Regions from separate parts of the Hordeum vulgare genome. Here region 2 is linked to region 1. A link is a contact called in public Hi-C data. All regions are on one chromosome and are shown on one strand. The core of a region is the stretch at or near the end of the contact, and the rest is flanking DNA. Distances in the headings are between cores, read along the strand shown. Region 1 overlaps LOC123398692 (a long non-coding RNA gene). Region 2 has its middle 30 kb from the start of LOC123398327.

Region 1 (6,524 bases), core at 405-2,904:
CATAGATCGTTAAGCGTTGACTTTTCACATAATTTATTTATGAAAATTGAACAAAAGGAAAGTCATAACAATGTACACATATTTGAATAACTGGTCATAAATTCAAAGAAGTTCACATATTCCAAAAATGTCGCAAATATGAAAAAGAAATAAGGAATTTAGGGAAAAAAATTGCTGACTTCAAATAACGAGTTCACCTATTTTAAAAAAGTTCATCCATTTGAAAACAAATGTGTGGATTTTGCTTAAATAATCATTGATTTGGAAAAAGTTCATCGATTTTGAAAAGTAAAATAATGATTTTGGAAAACAACTTCCTGTTTTAATAAACAGAACATAAATTTGAAATAATTTTGTGGATTTAAGTATATTTCTTGCATTTGAAAAAATTTCAAGGATAAAAAAAAGTTCATGAATTTGAAAATGTTCATGTATTCGAAAAAAGATTAATGAATTCAAAAAATTCAAGTATTCCAAAAAATAATAATTTGGAAAAATGTTATGCGTCCAGAAAACATTCGGAAAACTTTTCGAAGCTTCCCAAAATTATTGACCGAACGGAAAACAATTTCCTGTTTTAATAAACAGAACATAAATTTGAAATAATTTTGTGGATTTAAGTATATTTCTTGCATTTGAAAAAAATTTCAAGGATAAAAAAAAGTTCATGAATTTGAAAATGTTCATGTATTCGAAAAAAGATTAATGAATTCAAAAAATTCAAGTATTCCAAAAAATAATAATTTGGAAAAATGTTATGCGTCCAGAAAACATTTCGAAGCTTCCCAAAATTATTGACCGAACTTCAGCTCCTATATAGCTATTAATTGGCGCTAAGATTGCTGAATAGGAGTTGGCGCCAGAGAGCTTGTTGCGTGTGACACTTCTAGTTGATTCGAACCGGCGACCTCTCTGAGGAGTTACACTGCTGCAACCACTCCGCCACCCCAACAGGATGTGCTGGAAATGAACCTTTTACTCCTTTATTCTTTGTCTGAACTTTTTATTTTTACTTAGTCTTTTTCCTTTTCATACCAGTTATTTGATTTCTTTTTGGAAATATGTGCATTTTCTTTCAAACCTATTATTTTTGGAAATTCGATGGAATCTTTTTTTAATTTGTGAACCTTTTTTCAAATCGATGAACTTTTTCTCGAATTTTGTGAACATTTTTGAAAATCTGTGGACATAATTTAAAATTCGTGAACTTTTTTTAAAAGTGATAAACTTTTTTCAAATTGGTGAACTTTTTTTGAAAATCTGTGAACATATTTTTAAATCATGAACATTTTTCAAAATCAATGAACTATTTGTTAAATTGATGATTTTTTTTTTGAAATTGGTGAACTTTTTTAAAAATGGGTGAACATATTTAAAAATTCGTGAACTTTTTTCAAAATCGATGAAATAATTCGTGACCTTTATTCAAAACCAATGAACTATTTTTTAAAATTGATGAACTTTATTTTCCAAAATTAACGACTTTTTCAAATTTTGCAAAGTTTTTAAAAATCCATGAGCATATTTTAAAAAATCAATGAAATTTTTGTAGGTCCTGTAGCGGGGCGCCAGGAGATGTTTCATGGTCCGGCCCGGGGGGGTGCTGCAGGTTCCAGAAGCGCGAACCGGCGTCTGCAGCGCCGTATAGGAGCTCCCCCTTGTGTCGGGGCCTCCTATTTGTCATGTCTTGTGTTCAACAGACGCGCGCCGCACAGGGGTCAATCCAACTGGGCGGCCCATCCACACACAAAATTGCGAATTTTCCCAGAAAAATAGAGACGTGCGTATGACGGATCGAACCATGGACGATACTTGTTGCTAGCCATTTTAGTTACTAAACTTCGTCATGTAAATAGGTAGTTCGGGGTATAAGAACTGTAAGCCGCGACATATTTAAGCATTTTTTTTCATATTTTGAATGTGATTTTTATAAACTGTACGTTTTCTGAAACGCATATATTTTTGAAATTTCTGAACAAAATTTTAAAAACGCAAACAATATTTGGGAATCTTTAGTGTTTCCAGAAGTTTTTGAAAATACGATCATTTCTTGAAATTCCCTGAACCTTACTTGAATTCTGAACAAATTCTGAAAACTTGATATATTTTTTCTGAATGAATTTTTCAAATGCAACATTTTTATAAATACCCAATCCTTTTATTATTTGTTCTATATGATTTCTTTAAAATTAAAAATGCTAAATAATTTCTAAACTTTCAAGCATTTTCTGAAAAGAAGAGATCAATTTTCCAAATTCTAAAGTTTTGTTGAATTTCTGAACATTTTTCTGAATTTCTTAAGAAAATTTGAATGTAGAAACGTTTTGCACAATTTTGATTTTTTCTAAGAAATACGTGAACATTCATGAAAAAATACATATTTTCTAAAGTAAAACAAACTTGAAAACGAAAAGGAAGCAGGAAAAAAAATGAAAAATGAAAAGAAAAGGTAAAAACAAGTCTGCCCAGTCGTAGGCAACCCCCGTGTCAAGCTCCGATTACTTGATGCAGTGCTCATCAAATAGTATTTCCCTTTGTGTCATGTAGCAGTTGCGAAAAAAATATCAGATCCTCCCCACTCTTAGATGCTCATATGCTCTCTACGTTTTGTTTTTAAAGTCCTACAATTTTATTCATATTCACAACTATTACAAGTACACTGATTTGGTTCTAAGATCCAAAAGAATACAAATTAACTCTTTTGACTTAGAATGACAATAAAATCTGTTGGACAAGCCTTCTTAATGATTCATCCCTTACCGAAACAACTATCGAATGGTGGCTGAGAGAAAGAGGTAACTTCTGCACGGCAGACAAGAGAGATTTTGACACTTTGGTCACGGCAGTCACATGATCCCTTCGAAAGCAGAGAAATGCTATGGTGTTCAACAGGATCGAACAACAGATGAGGCCCAAAGAGCTGGTTACGACGATCCTAGGGGAGGTGGCAGAATGGAGGCAAGCGGCTCGCGGTGCTGGTGGTCTACATAGATTTGTGAAAGAGTAGTCCTTATGTAATTTGTAGGTGTTGGTGTTGGTGTTGGAGTGGGGTCATAGTGTAGACACAAATGTATACATTTGTGTCTCGCTTCTTGTATAAACACTTTCTATCTTCTATAAAAATATGATACGACTTTAACGTACTCTCGAAAAAAAAATCTGTCAGAAAAAATACTCTTAAAACTTTGTTAAAGAAGCTGCCATTATGCAGCAGCAACGATGTTGTCACTCTTCCTCGGCCATAAAAGGTTCTTTAAATCGCCTTAAGTTATCCATAAAATAAGGGAAAGCCTAAATTGATGATAAAGGTACTTGGAGCAGGGAGGATCTCCTAGAAGTGCTGAACATCGAATCACAATATCTTCATCACAATGTCAATGGAAAATTTCAACTCCATAAATAATCAAACAGAAAAAAGTTTAATGCGGATGAACCTTGGTTGGATGGTTACGTGGATAGTAGCATCTCCAGCCCATTAGGGTTCAAGTCCTAGACTTGCCCTTTTTTGGAATAATAATTTTTTTTACTGCAGGATTAACATACCTTTTATATGTTTCGGATATACTTACTTACATTTGGCGGGTATTTGCGTGTTCATTTTCAAAATTACGGTAGCAAGAGTTCCTTGTATTCACTATCTTTTTTTTGGGATAACAACTTTCTTTAGTGCAGGATTAAGATGCCTTTTATATGTTTCGGATATATTTACTTACATTTGGTGGGTATTTGCGTGTTCATTTTCAAAATTACAGTAGCAAGAGTTCCTTGTATTCAATATCAATATACCGAAAGGAGTGAACAGGGATTTCATTTTATCAACAACGAAGAGTGGTGTTTCTTTTTTTCCACAAAATATAGACACTGGTGCTCACATTTTTTAAAAATTATTTCAGGCCTTTCATGGATGCGCGTTTGATGAGAGAAGATATTTCCATCGACTTCATTAATTTCAAAATAATGTGTCAGCTCAGTCTCTCGAAGGGCTGTTTTTGTAATATGAGTGTATGTACATAGATAAACACTTAACACACCAATATAAACTCAATAGATCCAAATAGTCAAAACTACAAGGAGACAAAATTGTATAACCTCAAGGCACCGACAAAACAACGTGAATAGTTTTATTTTCACAAAACTGCAATGATCATTATGGGTTGAAAAATATATAGAATTCCTCAAGATCTGAGGTCCCCACCTCTCAATGCCAAGTTGGCAGCCAGAGGCAAGGGGCCATGATTTCTATAACGATAGAGGCGACGGTGAATGCCGAACGAGAATGGAAACCCTCTGAGCGTCTATATGCTCCCTCCTAAAATTCAAATTTAAATGATCCAAAAAATATTTATTTTGTAATATTTTTTGAAAAGATATTTGTTGTGAATGTTTAAGGGACATGTGCCTACAATCCCTACAAAATTTCAGGTCCAAATTCGAACACATAAATGGAGAGAAAAAACATCCATATGCAAATAGTGCATATTTGTCTTTTTGTGCTACTATTCATTCAGATTTGTCTTTTTTATTTCTCATCTGGAATTTCAAGGAATATATATAGACCAACGCCACAAATGTTTTTGAGAATTTTTGAAAACCTTTACAGAAAATCATAAGATGGGAGCATGCAAGGGGTGGGAGTACATTATATGCACTCGTAGCAGCTGCTTTTTTCATTCTTAGTCTTCCACCAAAGGATATAATGTTCTACTCCATCCGTTCCTAAATATAAGTCTTTTTAGAGTTTTTATTAAAGGACTACATACAGATGAATATAGACATATTTTAGAGTATAGATTCACTCATTTTGCCCCGTATGTACTTCCTCCGTTCCTAAATATAAGTCTTTCTAGAGATTCTACTAGAAGATTATATACGGATGTATGTAGACATACTTTAAAACGTAGATTCACTCATTTTGCTTCGTATGTAGTCATCTAGTGAAATCTCTTAAAAGACTTATATTAGACTTATATTTAGGAATGGAGGGAGTATCTTTTAATGAAATCTCTAAAAGGACTTATATTTAAGAACGGAGGGAGTATGTATGGCCGGATGGACTGTTTCATCAGTTCTATGAAAGTGAAACTGCAGGCAGTGGCGCTAATAGCATCGTTGACCCGTCCAGCCGAAATACAGAACCACCTGACAATTTACACTGAATTTTTATTTTGTACAGAAAGACAATCTGCTATACTGAGTTTTTTATTTCGTACAGAAATAAAATCTATTGCAGAGATCGTGAGTCCAGTCTCATAAGTAAACAGCAGACTTTACGCTAGCTTACCAAACCAGACGGAAGATGTTCATGAGACGGAAGAAAACTGTGTCTATTCTTCAGGATAAACTGCACACTTCTTCATTGAGATGGAGGGCATATACCAACAGATATTGGTACTCAAAATCTGAAGCTTACAAGACTTGATCAGGAAACTACAATAAGAAAAAGGATTATGCTCCCCATAACTTGCAATATTCTCTCCAATTGCACGGAACAAAAGATCATTCTGTTTATGCTATATTTCATGAGAAGACAAATCATGAACACCAGAAAGGGCAACTGGAATTCATGATAGATAGTGACACCATGGATTCACCAAATTGGCACAAAGTTTCCGAGGCTTGGCGGCACAACTTTCTCCTTTTAATCACATTACTTCGCTGTAGGTGGTTAATTATTTTGTTCTGCTCCAACTTTTCCCTACACATTTCCAGATAAAGATGTGAATAATCTAGACTGATCATAAAACACCATCTCTGTAGGCATGCTGGAGTACGTAGAATCCAAAATTTAAGATGCGAAAAGTATCAAATATGTCAACAAAGTTGCCTCTTGCAACAATATATACATAGTTAGATCAGATCAACGTCTTAAAATCATAAATACACTGAAGTAGTATGTTTACTCACTCTGCATAACAATACGAAGCAAAAGTATGCAATCCTACAGCAGTGAGATACTAATTAAAGGAGACCTCCGAATGCTAAAAAGATTTATTAATTTCTTGTACTTGAACTTAACCAGAGATTCTCATCAGATGAAAACCTTAGCATGCACTTAAAGATGCTGATAAAATGTTTAAATCAACCGCATTGATCATAATATAGGTATGGAGCAAACATCTCGAATATTCCTGTAAGAGATAGATATTTTACAATGAAGGCCATGATAGAAAATATGCAGCAAGTCTTCATGCCAATGGAAGAAAAATACAGACCATGATAGTTTTTGGGAAGCGAGAATACAGATATTTTGGTTAGTATAGGACTTCGGTTTGCGACGTGACAACAATCAAATAAACATGCATCATTAATTATTTTTAAAATACAATACCAGTATGTGGAGTGCGTGTTGTGCTTGTCCTAAGTTTTAAAATCGACTAAAAATGAAAACTCAGTGTTATTATGAGAACGAACGCAGATACTTGATAGAAACAATTTCAAGCACTAAGCATTCGACAATCATTGATTTATTTATCATTGAAAAATATAACCACCAATCATATTTTTGCATCCAATATCTGTTAACC
Region 2 (6,661 bases), core at 1,558-4,057, 640 kb after region 1:
AAAAACTCGTTTTTTCGGCAAAAAAATTATTTTGAATTTTCTCGTTCAAAAGTTAAGAAATACCATTGAAAACCGAGACATCGAAAAAACAAAAAAAAATCTACCGAAGAACCGAAAATGTGTGCTGAAAAATATAAAAAAAATCCAAAAAAAAACGCTTAGAGCGCGACATGTGACAACGGCTGAAAACACGCCAAATGACGGGGTGTGAAAGTGGTCGGAGGCTCCCGAAGAAGCGTTTGTCAACTAGTTGCTCTTCAACTTATAGGGAAATGAACGCAGCTCTCGCGCTAGGCACGATGCGAGTGGGCCAGTCCATTAGAATGAATTCCTGTTTCCTTCATTTGTTTTCTTTTGGTCTTTCTTCATCTCTTCTAGTTTCTTCCTAGTTTTTTGGAAGGGTTTATCAATAACTTTTGTTTTGTTGGTTTTTCACGCTTGCATTTGTTTTTATTTGCTTTCTTTTCTTTCTTTCGTTTCCTTTGTTTTTTCCGCTTTCGCTATGTTTTTTGTCTGTCTCTTTTTTGGTTTTTTTGTTTCCTTCTTTATTTTTACATTTATTTACTTTTTCATCCACTTTGTTTGTGTTATTTTCTTCCTTTTCATTTGTTTCTTTATGGTTTACATTGTTTCCTTAACTTTTAGAATCCTAGATATCCGTCGTTTGGCCGTTGCCAATTATTCAGATAATTCCCTACTTAGTGATGTCCCAACCTTGGAGGACCACACGTCAAATTTGAGATGGGCGAGATCTAAGCTCTGCATTAAGAATTATATTGTCGTGTAAAATTCTCCAAGCCTATCATGCTAGCAAAGCAAGGTTAAAGGATTCTCCCTACTTAGTGATGTCCTCCCAAGTATTTGGGACTTGATCATGACAACAATAACAACCATCTAAATCAGTGACGTGGTCTTAGATCAACAACCCGACTTTGATGGCTTGATAAGAGTAATAGACTTGTTGTTTAGGGGCACGGCTATATAGCACTTCACAGTGATCTCCTCCCGAGCGCCTTAAGTGCTAGGGAGCCAAACAGAGAAAACCCTATTTGACGCACTTTAGTCGAGCAAACGCACAGCGGCGCGACAAACTGGGCCGGCCCATCTTCCTCGAACATTTCGATTTCTGCTTCATTTTTTGTCCTTTTTTCGTTTCCATTTTGTCATTTTTCTGCTTTAGTTTTTTTTCAATGGTTATTTTTAACCCAAGTTCATGTTTCAAAAAATATATTGAAATTCAGAAAATGTTCTTAATTTTATAAAATGTTCTTAATTTTGAATATTTGCCATTTTGAAAAATATTCCTAGCTTCAAAAAAGGTTCCGGATTTTAGAAAAATGTCCGACATTTTCAAAAAACGTTCCCCATTTTTAAAAATTCTTTTTCAGGAAATATTTTTTCCTTTCTATATTTTTCCTTCACGGTTGTTCCTTTTTCTTTCCCAATATTCTGTTTGACAGTTTATAATTTTTGTTTCGAATTTCAAAAATGTTCTCGCATTCACAGTTTATATTTAAATGTCTGTGCTTCAAAAAAATTTCCTGCTTCGAAAATTTGTTCATCTTTTAAAAAATGTGAGTATTTCAAAAATTGTTCTCGTATTCAAAAAACTACATGATTTTTTCAAAACATGTACTTTTTTCATAAATTGTTCACTGTTTTTGAAAAAATGTTCTTCTATTCACATTTTTATAAAAAATGTTCCTGTTTTACAAAAAATGTTTCTCTTTATTGAAAATTTGTTCACAAATTGAAAACTTGTTCAAATTTATCTTCACCAATTCTCAAAATTAGTCATAATTTGAAAATGTGCGGGAACTTTAAAAATATTCTTCATTTTCTAAAAATATTTGCCGTTTCAAAAAATACATAAGTTCAAAAAATACTCCCATTTTAAAAATTGTTCACAAGTTTCAAAAAATATGGTCTATATTTGTAAAATGCTCCTGTTTTGAAATTTGTTTATAGACTAAGAAATTGTTTATGTTTTTCAAAAAAATTGTGTATTTAAAGAATTTTTCGCGCTTCCAAATTCGGTTACGTTTATTTAAATTGTTCTCGGTTTCAGAATTTATTCTCAAAACTAAAAAGAGGTTCTTTCTGTAAAAAATTGTTCACTCTTTCAAATTTGTTTGGGGTTTTTTGAAAATTGTTCTACTTTTCAAAATTTTGTTCTCAAGATTCAAGAAATGTTCGTGTATTTAAAATTTTGTTTGCACTTCCAAATTTGTTCACGTTTTATTTAAATTGTTTTCAGTTTCATAATTTGTTCTCAAAATGGAAAAACTGTTCTTGCTTTAAAAATTTGTTCAAATTTTTGTTCTCAAGATTCACAAAATGTTCATGATTAAAAAAATTGTTCGCGCTTCCAAATTTGCTCACTTTTTAAAAATAGTATTCAGCTTCATATTTTGTTTGCAAAATTAAAAAATGTTTGTGCTTAATAATATTGTTCGTGCTTTCAAACTTGTTCATCATTTTTAAAATTTGTTCTCCGTTTCAAAATTTTGTTCTCAAGATTTAACAAATGTTCGTGCTATATTTTTTTTTACGCTTCCAAATTTGTTTAGGATTTTTCATTTTTTTATATTTTAATTCGAAAAATGTTCTTTCTTCAAATAGAAAAATAAAAGGAAAAACGAACAAAAAAAGAAATTAAACAGAGAAGGAAAAACGTAACAGAAAAAAAGAAAAACAAATGGGCCGGTCCAGTCAGCGCGCCCCTCTGTGCGGCGCAGGGCTGCCTGGTACAGTAAGCGGCAGGTAGGTGGGGAGCTCCTATTTGCGTCAAATAGGCACCAGACGCACGCAGTGCACGCGGACTGGGCCGGCGCATGGTGTAGCGATCGTGTCCATACTGTGGCGTCCGTATAGGGCCAGCTCATCTTTGTCGCCCCCACAACTGGACCGTCCCAGCTTATTTTTTGATTAAAAAAATGAAATAGTTGTTTGTCTGTTTTTTCTTCAAATCCAGGAACATTTTTTCTAAAAATTGGAAACATTTTTAGAAATATTCCAGAACATTTTTCGCAAATCCAGATTTTTATAAAAAATTCCGGAACATTTTTTAAAATTTCGGAACATTGTTGTAAATTACGGAAGATTTTTGTAAATTCTGGAACATTCCTCAAATTCCGGAAAGTGTTTCCAATTTCGGAACATTTTTGTAAATTCTAGAACATTTTTTCATAGTCTAGAACATTTTTTAAAATTCTGGAACATTTTTTCAAATTCCGGAACATGTTTTAAATTCGGGAACATTTTTTCGAGTTCCGGAATATTTTCTCAAATTTCGGAAAAATTTCTAAAATTTCTTAACATTTTTAAAATTCCGAAACATTTTTTCCAATTCCGGAATATTTTTAAAATTCTATAACATTTTTTGAAAATGCAGAATATTTTTAAAATTTCGGAAGATTTTTTGAAATTAAGGAACATTTTTTGAAAAGTCAGAACACTTTTTAAACAAAACAAAAAAAAGAATAGAATAAGACAGTGAAGAAGTTGAAAAAAAAGTTTGTGCGAATTGGTTTTAAGTTTTGCCGTCGCTGTTAGTTTTGTTTAAATTACACATTGGTCTTCATTCACATACATCATTTAGTCGGGGTGGCTAGCGTAGCTTGTACCTCATCAGGAGGTTGCCGGTTCGATACCTAGCACAAATTTTGTTTGCGGTGTTTTATCTCGCGAATCAAAACCACCCAAATGGGTTGGCCCAGTGTGAGCTGCCCCCTGTGCGAAGCGCCGATGTCACAATGAGCGGTGTATAGGGAATGCCGGTAGGAGCTTCCGCCAAACAGGCGCCCACACAGATGCTAACGGGCCAAGACCCAAATTCGTACCAGCTCGCTCTTCGGCTACCTTGTTCGTCCGCTTGATCTGTCGCTCGTTTCGTCTATTCTTTGTTTTTTCCTTATTTTTCACTCTTGTTGGTTTGCTATGAAAAAAATAATGCTGGTTTTCTAATGCTTTTCAGAAAACCATTGACCATTGGGTGTCAAACAATAACCATTGACTTATGGGAAAAGTGCATGGATTTAAGTTCTTTTGAGCATTCCGCCGGCTAGCCAATTTGGATCGAATGAGGGAGGGGGAGGGTGTCGCTGCGTAGCGAATGACCATTAACTACCCCATGACGCGCCAAAGAAGGGTGCCACCTAATTGGCGCGCAGGTCACCAGCGAGCGACCTGGAGCGTACCGCATCATGCGTTGGGTATTAATATGGGCGGGCCCATTTTGAGATTTCATCTCCGCCGAATTTGGGATGGTTCTAGAACCTTCCCCAAGTCGGTATCTTTTCTTCCTTTTTTCTTTATTTTTCTTTTTTCCTTTTCCTTTCCTTTCTTATTTTTTATTTTAAGTTTATTTTTCAATTTCTGAACAACTTTCAAATTCGTGAACGTCTTCTGCAATCGTAAACTCTATTAAAATCAAGAACATTTAAATTACATGGCTATATTTTTGAATATATAACATTTTTAAATTCATGAAACTTTGATACAAATCCGTGAATATTTTTTAACTTGATGATTATGTTTTGAAATTCCTTACATTTCTTGGAACACGTGAAAATTGTTTTAAATAGGTGAACATTTTTTTAAATTCGAAAACTTTTATTGTTTGGACGATTTTTCTAGTTCGTGAATATTTTTTGAATCAACGAAGATGTTTTGAAATTGCCGAATATTTGGGTACAATATTTGAACTTCCCAAAGATTTTTGGCATATTTTGAACTTTGTTTTTAAATTCATGAACATTTTTTGACTGGACCATTTTTTAATTGACGGATACTTTTTAATCCGTGAACACTTACCGTTTTACAAACATTTTTCTCAAATCATGCACTTTGTTAGATTACAAACATTGTTTTCACAGTCCGCGACATATTTGAAATCCTGAATTGTTTTAAAGAAGAAAAAAGTTAAAAAAAAAGAATACGTCCGTCTCCGCGACCCACATGGGTGGGCCTTTAAGGGCGGCTCCTTTCGCCTAGGGGGTGAATAGGCGTTTTAAAATAATTATGATTTAGCCCTGAATAAATACGATTACCGATTAATAGTCAGGCACAAATCTAAACCAAATAGGCTCACCTATGTGCACTAGCAACTTATATTAAAAAGATAAACAACTAAATGATAGCAAGCTATATAACATGAAAAAAATATTAGTATCACAAAGTAAAAGTGAATAAGTAAAGGCTTCGGATAAGAGATAACCAAGACACACATAGAGAATGATGTATCCCAAAGTTCACACCTTTGAAGATGCTAATTTTCGTTTGAAGCGGTGTGGAGGTTATGCTCCCCAATAATCTACTAGGGCCACTGTAATCTCAGCACGCCCTCTCATAATACAAGATGTCGTGATTGCACTAAGGGACCCTTGAGGACGGTCATCGAACCCATAGAAATGGCAACCCTTGGGGCGATCACCGAACTCGTACACTTTGTTAACCCTTGGGGCGGCTACCGAAAGCCGTACAAATTACTCGGGGCAATATCCATAACATAATTGAAGACCCCCACGCTTGGTCAGAGCTTTACAACACAATGATTGAGCTCCGAGACACCATCAACCGTCTAGGACGCCAAAGCACGCAAGAGGCACAAGCTCTAGGGCGCCCAAACGCCCAAGCTCACTCCCATGAAACTAATGCAATGGCAAGAACACATGAAGTGGTCAAGTCCCCCACTCTCATATCCCACCACCACAACAAAAGTTATTAAGAAATATGAGAGGAAGAACAAGGAGCGCACAAATAACTCCAAGATCAAGATCCAAGGGGTTCCCCCTCACTTATAACCTAATAGGTCACGCGGATGACGAGCATGGCGATGTCCTCCTGATCATGGATCTGCACGTAGAACCTAATAGGTTCCCGTCCACCCTCCTTGTGACTAGTCCTCTGCCTCCTGCGAGCGCCTAGCGACATGCTCATGTACTCCACCGTGTGGAGGAAGCACCACCCTCTCCGGCCACTTGTTTGTGGGGATGAGGTCCTTCACACCCTCTATGCCGATGATGACATGCGCTCCACCGCCAATTCCGTCCCACTCCTTCTTCATTATCTTGTCAGCATTTTGAACATGATTTAGCAACAAATGACACATGATCATTGGCAGAGCAAATGCTATTGATCAGATCTACCAAACATCTATGCTCACTAACCATAGTTACAATGATCAGTGCTAACATTGATCATATGTAGCAATGATCGATGATGGCACTGACAAAACCAAAAATGATGAGTGCTAAAAGTGATCAAAGATAACACTAATATGTGCTACTAATGATGATATCAAGACAAATGTATGTCCTACATGCATTGTTCTACTCTCATCATGTATGTCCTACTTGCATCTACTATTTTTGGCATTCAAGTATGTCCTACTTGCATGCCACAAGCAATGCCCTATATGTCGATCATGCATTCATGTAGCCTAATATAAACAACAAGAGCAGCAGCAACAACAACAACAACAACAATCTCTACACATCATAACAACATACACGATAACAATAACATCAACAAAAATAGGAGCATATACACTAGTAACAACATCAGAACTAATAATGTGGCACTAAGAACTAACAATGTGGCACTAAGAACTAATAATGTGGCACCAACAACATGCAAAATTACAATGCACTGTCAATGA

The links. Hi-C and Micro-C count contacts between places; a contact is called where the count stands out from the background.
Region 2: a Hi-C map of seedling shows a contact between it and region 1, with 5 times the contacts expected there. The contact joins two enhancer-like sites. A contact is called at or near these places in 3 of 6 Hi-C or Micro-C datasets (leaf and seedling).

What each region holds. Positions count from the first base shown.
Region 1 is chr5H:445,108,612-445,115,135 of MorexV3_pseudomolecules_assembly, forward strand. LOC123398692 (a long non-coding RNA gene) reads right to left here. Exons shown (of 4, transcript XR_006610235.1): 4 at 5,267-6,524. Among protein-coding and RNA genes, the nearest start is that of LOC123398692, 12 kb to the right of the region's middle. Within about 2 kb of position 1,655, at least 3 of the 3 cell types and tissues checked have open chromatin away from gene starts, as enhancers often do. A contact at or near this core is called in leaf and seedling, where this site is marked.
Region 2 is chr5H:445,750,379-445,757,039 of MorexV3_pseudomolecules_assembly, forward strand. No RefSeq gene overlaps it. Among protein-coding and RNA genes, the nearest start is that of LOC123398327, 30 kb to the left of the region's middle. Within about 2 kb of position 2,808, at least 3 of the 3 cell types and tissues checked have open chromatin away from gene starts, as enhancers often do. A contact at or near this core is called in leaf and seedling, where this site is marked.